Linked DNA regions of Mus musculus: region 2 is linked to region 1. A link is a contact called in public promoter capture Hi-C data. All regions are on one chromosome and are shown on one strand. Each heading gives the region's core, a stretch centred on a gene start, on an enhancer-like site or on the middle of the called end of the contact. The rest is flanking DNA. Distances are from core to core; before and after follow the strand shown. Region 1 holds the start of Olfr455 (olfactory receptor 455). Region 2 holds the start of Tcaf1 (TRPM8 channel-associated factor 1).

Region 1 (5,129 bases), core at 2,274-4,773:
TTAAATGAGGAGGGCCACATAGAGTTATGATGTGCATTACATATGTAAAGTGTGTTATTTCAGTTCACTGAGAAGCTGGCTCTTGGAGCAGAACTGCCCCTATCCTATTACAGACCCACAAGCTTATTTGTCTCAGTGTGTCCTCTAAGGTCCCTTGTCTGGGGATGGGCTGTGTCTCCTAACTCTGTGAGAAAGAGGGAAAATAGTTAGAAGATGAACCTTCTGCAACAGAGGTTGCCATTGTTTATCACATGATATAAAAGTGCCTATAGGGGTAGAAGAGAAGCCAGAAATCCAGCCGTGGGAAACTCATCATTCAGGAATGCCAGCTGACTGGCACAGCTTCCCCAGTTGGTTTCTGCTGGGTGTTTTGAGTGCCTGATTTGTTGATCTTGTCTGTATCTGGGGCTGGTTTTCCTTTGACTTGGAAGGCTCTGCAGACAGGGCCCTCTGCTCTACCTGGGATTGCCTCTGGCTGCCTCAAAGGGACTACTGCAGTCAGTTTTTGCTCTCTGTGCCCAAGCCCCTGATTTGATTGTTATATCTCTGCTGTTATTAGTTATTTTATGTGTAAGACTCACTCAAAGAGATGCTGCACTACCCAAATCTCTATTCAGAACACAGGCTAACTGCCTCAAAAGAACTACTTCAGTCCATTTCTTCTGACTGTTTTTTTTTATTATTATTGACCCTGTTTCTTTTATGAAAATTTTAAAGATATGTTTACTTTTATTTCATGCATATGAGGTTTTTCCTTAATGTATGTATGCATACCACATGCATGCCTAATGCCTGCAGAGGACTGAAGAGGACATTAGATCTCTTGGAACTGGAGTTTCAGATAGTTTTGAATCACCATATGCATACTGGGAGCCAAACCCTGTGGCCTTTGCAAAGACAGATGGTATTCTTAACAATTGAATCTTCTCCCCAGCTTCTTCTGCTGGATGGTTTGAGCATCTAATTTGGTGGTGTTTTGTTGGCTATTTTGTTACTTATTCTTTTACTTTGCCTTGCTATATATTTAATCAAGTAATTTAAAACTGAAAGTATAACCATCACAAACCATTGTCTAGACCATGCAGAACAAATGTGTAAAACCAAAGGTTACTGGGTGCTAAGATTCTTGCCTGCAAATTGGCTCTAGCATTAGCTAGTTATCTAGAAGTTGAATTCCTCACCTCTAAAATGAGTGTGAGAAGAATCCATTTACTTCACTGGGTTGTTGTTAGGTTAAACGGGTTATGTTTCAAGTCCTCCTGATCACTTCCCTAGAACTCTCTTAAGTGTTCATTATTTTTGTTGGTGCTATTAATCTGCCAGAAGAGTGAAAATTTCCACCCTCATCTTTATGAGAGAGGAGTGTGATCCAGGCCTCTCTCTCTCTCTCTCTCTCTCTCTCTCTCTCTCTCTCTCTCTCTCTCTCTCTCTCTGCAGGTTTGAATCACTGATGCTTTGGAAGAGTATGCAGCTACCTGCCTCTGGCTCTCGGTGCTGGGATTAAAGCTGAGTACCACCATGGCCAGCTGATACTTCCATTTTCTTAGCCTACTACAGCTAGCTTACATTCCTGGAGTTTATATCAATCCCTCCTGAAAAGCTAAGCAAAGCAGAAATAGCCCCTTGGTCATGTTCAATTAGTTGACCCATCTGGTTTGTTTTAGGCAGCCTTACTTTGAAACATGATTCTCCTTGAGCAACTTGATGCAGGTGCTTGATCCACCACCCAATGTTTCTTGCCATCTGCCTGGTTTACATCATGGAAAGGGAAGAAATTAAAACAGATTGTGTCTGTCTCTCCTTCTAGAGCCCACTCCACTAGCTTCTGTACAGAGATGAAAAGGAAGTGGTAAGGAGGCCAGCAGAGGCAGCTCAAGAGCTGTCTCTGTCTTGGGCACTCCAGAAGGTTGATCTGCCTGCAACCTCAAGACACCAATTCTGTCTCTCTGAACTTCATTCCTAATGCTGCAGCATCTGGCTGAGAATGGGCACAGGACTCAAGTTGGCTGAATGTGTTCGATAGATGGGAAAATCCACCTCTTCTCAAAAGGTGGGAAGGGTTTAAACCCCATTGGAAGTGAGTCTACCCCTCTCAAGCCTATTCCTGTCCCACCCGCCTCTTTCTCCATTAGAATAGAATGTGTTAGTAAATGCTCCCTTCAAATACTACAAGAAAGAGAATAAGATGGTGTCTATAAATCAAAACTCTCTAAAAGGTGCATTCAATGGAAAAAGCCATTCTCCTTGCAGCTCTTTCATTCAACTATGTGTGGCCGTTTTCACCTGACTTCACCACTCTTGCACCCTGGCATGAGGACTATGAACAAATTACACAGTCCATGTTGATTAGAACATTGAATGTCTGAGTCTAGGATTAAGTGTTTAAAAGCCATAATGAATTTTTAAAAATAGGGTTTTTTTTTTCAACATCTGTTAAAAGGTCAAACATCCTCCTGCAGGTCCCACAGCCTTTGTTACATCCCACATCTGTTACATTCAGAAGACTCTGAGCAGCAGAGTAGACCTTCAGAGTGACAATGTTTCCCAACTGTTACTTACAGATGAGTCACAGAGAGAGAGAATCTGGGATCTGATGACAACTGAGGAAGGTACTCACTTTGAGAGTTGAGCCAGGATAGACAGACACACACCACTTTTTCTAGTGTATCAGTCACAATGTCTGATGAATTTGGATCCTGACAACTCCAACAGGATCTCCCACAGAGCATCCTGGCTGCCTGAGTGTCTGTCCCAGTATGTACCATAACGCTAGGTCTCTAGTGAAGGTTAAAGTAATATATATTGTCAGCTTGACTCCAGTGACCTGATTCTAGAACATTATATGGGCTGTGGAGACTTCCGGATTCAGTCTTGGGAAATTACTTTCTTTTTTCTCTTTCTTTCTTTCTCTTTATTAATTTCTTTGAGAATTTAAAGCCTGTATTTCCAGCCCCAATCCCAGCTCAGTTATATCTTCCTCTTTAAAACTAAGAAGTTGAGTGAGGTTGTCTAGAAGACCCGTATATATGTTGTACTCTATGAGTCCATGACACAACTCAGAAGGCAGTTCACAGTGGCAAAGCTAGCTAAGGAAGAGGATGGAGAAGAAGTAGAGAGGCCGGGACACATCCTGCTTTGGGGGACCTTGAAGTCTAAGACCTATGGTAATACAGAACCCTAGTGTGGCCAGTGCTTGACTCTTTATATGGAGGTCAGGAATGATGTGATATAAGACCAAAGGCTCCTCTGGGAATCAGGACTTCTCTGGAAACTGAAATTTGAAAAAGCAGCTACTTAGATCTAGTATGGAAGACAGGAAAAGCTACACTACTTGGTAAGATATCCCTTTGGAGATGTGGTAGGGAAGAGGGACCTGTAGTGAATCGTGGACCATTTTTGCAGCCACCCCTCCCTATTCTGTTCTAAGTCCCAAGTAATCCTTTCTCAGCCGTCAGAAAGGCCACTGCCACAGGCTCACTCTTCCTCTGCTTCTCTCCCACAGGTGCCGCCTGACTCCAGTGCATGGACATCCCTAGCAATAACACCATACCCCGTGGCTTTCTCCTTCAAGGTTTTTTTGAGTTTCCACATCTGAAGCCCCTTCTCTTCCTGGTGCTGCTGGCCGTGCACCTGGCCACTCTGAGTGGTAACCTGCTCATCCTGGTGGCTGTGATCTCCGTGCCAAGCAGGCCACCCATGCTGCTCTTCCTTTGCCAGTTGTCAGCCATTGAACTCTGCTACACGCTAGTGGTGGTGCCCCGTTCTCTAGCTGACCTGAGCATGCCTGGCCATGGCAGGGGCAGTCCCATCTCATTCTTGGGCTGTGCTGTCCAAATGCAGATGTTTGTGGCACTGGGTGGGGCTGAGTGCTTTTTGCTGGCAGCCATGGCCTATGACCGCTACGTGGCCATCTGCCACCCCCTGCGATATGCATCTATAGTGACCCCAGGTCTATGTGCACGCCTGGCCCTGGCCTGCTGCCTTGGAGGACTAGCTGTATCCGTGGGGCTAACGGTGGCAGTGTTCCACCTGCCTTTCTGTGGCTCCCGCCTGCTGGTGCATTTCTTCTGCGACATCACCGCACTGCTGCACTTGGCCTGTACACGGAGCTATGTGGATGAACTGCCCTTGCTAGGAGCCTGCCTGGTGCTGCTGTTGCTGCCCTCAATGCTCATTTTGACCTCCTATGGGGCCATTGCCTCTGCCCTGCGCCGCCTGCATGGTGGTGGAGGCAGACGCAAGGCTGCCTCCACCTGCGCCTCACACCTGGCTGTCACCTTCCTGCATTATGGTTGTGCCACCTTCATGTATGTGCGGCCAAAATCCAGTTACTCCCCTCGACTGGATCGCACACTAGCGCTGGTTTATACCAACGTCACACCACTTCTATATCCTCTTATCTACAGCCTGCGCAACCGGGAGATCACTTCTGCCATTCACAGGGTCCTGGGGTTCCGTGGATCAGGGTCTGTGTGAGCCCTGATAACTGGCAGAGACCAAGATAGAGTAGGGAACTCTCATTTGCTGAAGTGTCCCCTAGTGTTTAGTGTTTGCATCTGGAGCAGCTCCTGGGAATTCAAGGGTGAGATTTAGGAAAGAGAACTTGGCAACTGCAAGAGAAGAGAGGCACAAGTGGTGGCTGTGTCCTTCATCCCTTCCTGGAGGAATATCAAGAAGTGGAGAGACCTTGATCTACATTGAGAGCTTCCTTTGATTCCTGCCAAGTTTTCCCCATAATTCCCAGGTCTATGCAAGCCAGTGACTGTTTTGTATGATGCCTGTGGTTTGAAGGACAGATGTGAAGAGCAATAGCACATGGAAAGAGTAGCTTGGAGACCCCTTAATCACGCTAGATTTGTCAAAGCCGAGTGGAGTTGTTACAGACGGTTTCTGGCTACTTGGAATACTAGAAGCTTAGTCGGCATTAGCCAGAAGAGAAGGATGGAGAAGGAACCAAACAAAACTGGTTAGCAAAGGCTGAAGCATACTGAAAAGGATCTCAGCTATGGCTGAAGGATCTGTACTGTGAGCTACTGTGCTCCCTTGGCCTTTGTCTGATAGCTTGGATGCAGTGAGACAGACATAATTGGGCATCAGTTTCCACCTCCCATGTGGGAGGCAAATGGAAA
Region 2 (5,563 bases), core at 251-2,750, 170 kb before region 1:
GGAGGAAACTTAACAATGCAGGGGAGAAAAGAGGACTGAATGGAATGAGAGACGTGGCCTCAAAAAAGAGGTCAAAAAAGAAAGGCCCGCTAGAATTGGGGTAGAACAGGATCAGGCTACCCGTCAGTCATGTTACAACTGAAGCACACTGTGACAATGTGTGAGAAAGGTCTCCTCAAATTCTCAGAGGCTGTCAGAAATATGCTGGGAGCCTGGTACTGGCTCCCCTCTTTTATCTTTTGCTCCAGGACCCAGCACTACTTGGCAAAGAACATGTAAGTAACATGTAAGTCGGAAGAAGGATGAGCATATGGGCTAGATGTCGATGGAGCTGTGCAAAGACCCCCAGAGAATGATTTGATTTTGAGTTAGGTACCAGTGAGCTGAGCTGAAGGTCAGTGATGAAGGGACCCACATTACAAAGAGGATGTCCTAGTTACAACAGAGTGAACTCAATCAATGTGACAGTACGATGCAATCACCCATGTCTGGAATTACCTGCCCTCTTTCAGGTTAAAGCAGACATTTGCACGATCTTTGTCACATGTAGTCGTAGAGTCCTATTTTAACCCTGATAGAGACAAGTATCACAGAACAGGGCAAAAACATCCTAACATACCTTCGGGGGAAGACACACGACCCCATAGAAACCATATATCATTCTAGAGCATGTTAGGATGCAATGTTACAGGACCAAGAAGTTGTGATCTGGATGGAATTAGGCTTGCTAGTTACCTGACCCTGAGCTGAGAAGTCATTTGGATAGAACCACTGGAATGGATACCAGGGTCCCCTAAGGAACTGAGGGCATCAGAAAGCTGAGAAGATGCCATAGCAGAAGTATAGGGTGGAGTGATGAGGCCACTGCCTCTGCAGACAGGGCAAGTCCCTGAGCAGGCAAAGTCAGATCATTTGAGGCCTACTCTGGAATCTGGAGAAGGGAGGAAAGCAAATCCTCCCATTGATTTTCCCAGCTTTACCCAGTGGAACCTGTGCCAGGCTTCTGATGTACAGAACTGTAAGATGTCGGAAGGGTGTGGCTTAATTCACCTCCTTGTCTGGCAATTTGTTGTAGCCGCCACTATTCACTCATACTTCCAGTTTATGAAACTAAGGAAGATGCAACAGCTTCAAACTCCAGATGTTTGGGATATAACAAAGTGTAGACACACTCTCTTCTACCAAAACTTGACTTTTTCATTAAATTTAATATAGGACCCATAGCTTTAATTCTTCTCTTAATATAATTGTGTATAATTTCTGATAAAAGCTCTCTTGTTTTATCAATGTCTTATTTGTTCACAGTGTTAAGCTGTATGTATGTATGTATGTATGTATGTATGTATGTATGTATGTATGTATGTGTTTTAGAAATTGGCCAGCTGCACATCCAAGCCTTGGAGCAGAAATTGACATAAAGGAGAGCCTCTAAGGTCTGGGGGCAGAGAGCGGAGCACCGCCCACATCCCCGTGTAGCCAATCAGTTCTCAGGACGGCCCATTGCTTGCTCCCCCTTCTCTGCCAGTGACTTTCCACGTCCCCCATCCACTGGTCCACCGCCTATTCCCTTGCAGGCCTGAAGCTTCTTCCCCTTGGGTAGCTTCCTCCTTTGCTGTTGTGCCTCCGAATCAGCACTTCAGGGAACAGCGACGCAGAGTGAGTCTGGCTCCGCGATAGGGTCTGCACCAGGAGAGGCCTGCGATGACAAAGGCCACTGCCAGAAGGGTGGGGTGCTTCGCGGGGAAGGGGGCAGGAGGTGGCGAGTGCCTGGGGCTGCGTGGGGGGCTGGTGTGGGCAACTCGGGCGTGCGGAGGTGGCTGATGCATTCCACATTGAGACCTTCCTCTCTGTCTCTTTCTGAGCTTTCCGCTGCTTTAGATATCTCCTTCAGTCTTCCTGCATTGTTATCCCTTCGCCAGCCAGGAACCCCCTCCCAGCCGTTTCCCATTTCCTTATTGAGTGGTTTGTGTTCAGCAGGGAGCCTTTGGGATTTGATGAAAGGAACCTCAGAGGTTGCGGAAGGAGACTCCACACAGAATTCTTTAAGGGCCACAGTCCCTGCTTAGCCTCCTTTACCCGCCCCCAGGTAAAAGTCCTCTCCATGTCCTTTAAGCACCCAGGGGCCTGGAGTATATTTGCTCTGAGAGGTGGGTGGGAGGATGTGGGCAGGGTGCTGCTGAAATGGGTGTGGGGCTTCTGGAGAACGCAGGTCTGGACCGCCTTCGGCCTGCAGCAGCAGGGGCTTAGATTATCCAGTTGGCAGATACACAACCCCCCACCCCCCGCAGGCCTTCTGGGTTGGCCCAACCTGAAATGAAGGACAAAAATGGAAGAGGGGGAAAAAGGATCTTGCCAATTAGACAATCGTGGAAACGTGGAGGAAGAATCTCTTAAAGAGATGAACCAATGTCTCTTGTCTATGGGCTGACCCGCTAACCATTTGTCCATTCTCCAAAGGATTTGCAAAGTGATTGCGTTTCAGCTAGCTCTTCACTCTGTTTTGCGTTGCTTTAAAGACTTAAGAATAAAATGAATGCTTATCATTCCAAAGTGGTCTAATCTACAAGATAGTGAAATAAACGCTTGGCCGTCTTGTAAGTAAAAAAATAAGGCTTGAATACCATAATGGAGGGTCTCATTTCTGCCCTTCCCTGCCTGAGACTTGGCATCCTTCGCGATTTTCCTTTCAACTACGCCGTTTTCATAGTTCTACTCTTATGTGTAAAACATACATGGGTTGCTTTATGATTTTGTCATGCTTTCATTCATGAATATTATCCTGTATATTCTTATAGCTCTAGGATTAATCCTTGCTTATACTTCCTTCATTTTTATTTCTAATTGGTTTAATACCCTATAGTTATTCTACCATTGAGCATTTAGGTTTCTCACTTGGGGAAATGTATTCATTTTTTTTAATGTGACAAGCTATCCCAACACATAACAGTATAAGATCAATAATAAACAACTACAAAGCCACTTCTAATATTTCTTTACCACCTGCCAGTTTCTGTGGATCTAGACTGGAGTCTCTGGAGGTTCTCACACACTGTAGTAAAGGGGTATTGGCTCAGCCTGACTCAAGGGTCATTGGAACTAACACAGGACTGTTGTAAACTTGGGATCTCCCTGATTTGGGCCAGGCATGTCTTTCTCTGCAGTGAGGGCCTCATTACAAAGGCTTGCTGTGACATAAGTTTTTGCTCCTTCTACCCCAACCCTAGAGTGAGGGTTTGCCAAAAGAGAGAGAAGAACCATATTACCCTTTTCTTCTCTAATCTCAAAAATGGCATCTATTTTTGTCACTTCCATTCTTTAGAAGTGATTGACCCTCCCACCCCCACCCTATATATACACTCAAGGGGTGGATTTCACATGAGAATGGACACCTGCAGACAAACATTAAAATGACTACCTACCATGGCAACCACATAATGTCCTTTAACACCCATGACTATGTGTGCAAGTGCTTTTTTACTGTGTGCTTCCAAGAGTAGAAAAAATAGGTCATAGGATTCATAATATATTCAGCTTTAATAGGTTATTTCCAAGATCTTCCTCAAGTGCCAAACTATTTGGCACTCCCTCCAGCAAAGGGTCAGAAATCTTGATGTTCCACAAACCTGTCATAACAAATTACATTTTTAGTCTGGAGAGTTATGTAGTAGTCCCATTCCAGTAGGATTTTACTTAGCATTTCCAGGCAGCCAGTAAGACGGGCTGCCTTTTGTATTTGCTGATCAAGTATTCAGCTTTCTGTCTTCCTTTCTGATACCTGATTTGTACTTATTCTCCTAGGAAGTTGTTTTTCTGTACCTAATTGACTCATTGGAGTCTTTTCTTTGTACAATCCATGTCTCAGTCAATATCTAAGTCATTGTATGTGCTACAAATGTCTGCTTCCAGACTGCTTCTGAGATTTTCTCTTTATCTCTCCATGTGTCTCAGTGAAATTTTTACGTTTAAGTTACTGGAACTTTCGTTTATCATTTGTTCATAATTGTATCTTCAAGAAAGAAGGGGAAAAAAAGAATTGTATATTCAAGGAGTGGGAGAGATGGTTCAATGGATAAAGGCCCTTGCTGTGTAAATGGAAGGATCAAAGCTGGACTACCAAGCTCCCATAGAAAAGGTGGGCAAGTGTGGTAGCCACAAATAATACCAATATAAAGAGGAAGGGATTTCACCCCTCGCCCCACCCTCAAAGCAAGCTTATTAGCTAAATTATCAGATTCTCAACTTTAAGTCCAGAGAGAGACCCTGCCTCAGTAAATAAAATGAAAATAATTTCATCAATTGTTTCAGTGGCTGTGGAAAGCATTGTGTAATTCATTGGGCTGAAATAGCTCAGCTTTTCATGGCAATACTCCCCTTGCTGAAAATTGGCAATTCCCAGCATTGAAAGGTAACACACAACCCGCTGTAACTGCCTGGCAACCACCTCTGGCCTCTGCAAGTGGGAGCACACATACAAGACACATCCACACACACACACATGGATATCACACACACCAAGGCACATACAGAGCACACAGTTGCATCCTTGGGATTCTAAAGTAACTTATTGTCTTGTGTTCCAATGGTTTCCAATGGTTTTGCATTTGGCATTCAGGCTTAGTCCATATGAAAACGGATTACTTTGTTGTTTATTCCATGAAGATCATCACTTGTCCCCACATCACTGGTCTGCATGAATCAAGTTTTCCATATGTGTATAAATTTATTTAAAGCTCCCTACTCTCATTAGTATACTTATCTTTATATATTAATTTCTGGTCAATCAAATTTGACATAATTAAATAGCCATTTTATTTACCAGTACCTGCTTTCAAATTTGCCACATGAACAATAATATAATCTAAAAATCATGACAACATGAACAATAATATCATCTAAAAATCATGACAACTTTGTTTCTTTCTTTATCTGCAGATCTTTAATCTTTAATTCTGTTTCCTTCCTTCCTGCTTTGGCAAGGCCCATCTGTACACTGCTTAGAAAGGTTTTATTATGTAGTCTTCAAAAATAGCTTCTATCGTGGTTATCAGGTAAATTCTTTATTTGGTGAGTAAGTTTGTCATAAGTGAATGTTTCATCAATTGTTTCTGTGGCTATTGGAAGCATTATGTAATCCATGGGGCTGAGAGAAGGCTCAAAAATTGAGAGTATATATACTCCCCCTTATCTAGAATTGGAGATAGCTCACTACAGGCTGTAACTCCAGCTCCAGGGGAGCCCACACCTTGCACCTCTGTGGAATTCTGCACTCACACACATGCACACAAACACACAAAATAAAACAACCCTTTTAAAAACAAAAGGTTTCATGTAACTCTTTATCTTCAAATATATTTTGGTGGCAAGCATAGAATTTAACTTCTAACAGTAAGCTAGCTGAAGTCTCTAGAATATCAGTGTATCTCTAGTGTGTATGTCATGGCATTTATTAATAGCACACCGAGACAAGCATTATTTACATTTATGTAAGCTAGTATTGGTCTATACTTATCGCTTTCTGTACTGTTCTGATCTGCCATTGGTATCATCTCAAAATAGCATGGGT

Evidence for each region. Promoter capture Hi-C pulls out the DNA fragments that hold promoters and counts their contacts.
Region 2: a contact with region 1 is called in a promoter capture Hi-C map of liver, with 2.4 times the contacts expected there. The contact joins the promoter of Tcaf1 here to the promoter of Olfr455 in region 1. A contact is called at or near these places in 2 of 39 promoter capture datasets (the 3T3-L1 cell line and liver) and 1 of 9 other capture datasets (pancreatic islet).

Annotation. Positions count from the first base shown.
Region 1 is chr6:42,537,414-42,542,542 of GRCm38.p6, reverse strand. It overlaps Olfr455 (olfactory receptor 455), which reads left to right and starts at 3,523. Exons shown (of 1, transcript NM_001081301.2): 1 at 3,523-4,476. The coding sequence starts at 3,523. The coding sequence ends at 4,476.
Region 2 is chr6:42,706,052-42,711,614 of GRCm38.p6, reverse strand. Tcaf1 (TRPM8 channel-associated factor 1) reads left to right here and starts at 1,500. Exons shown (of 9, transcript NM_001355769.1): 1 at 1,500-1,656.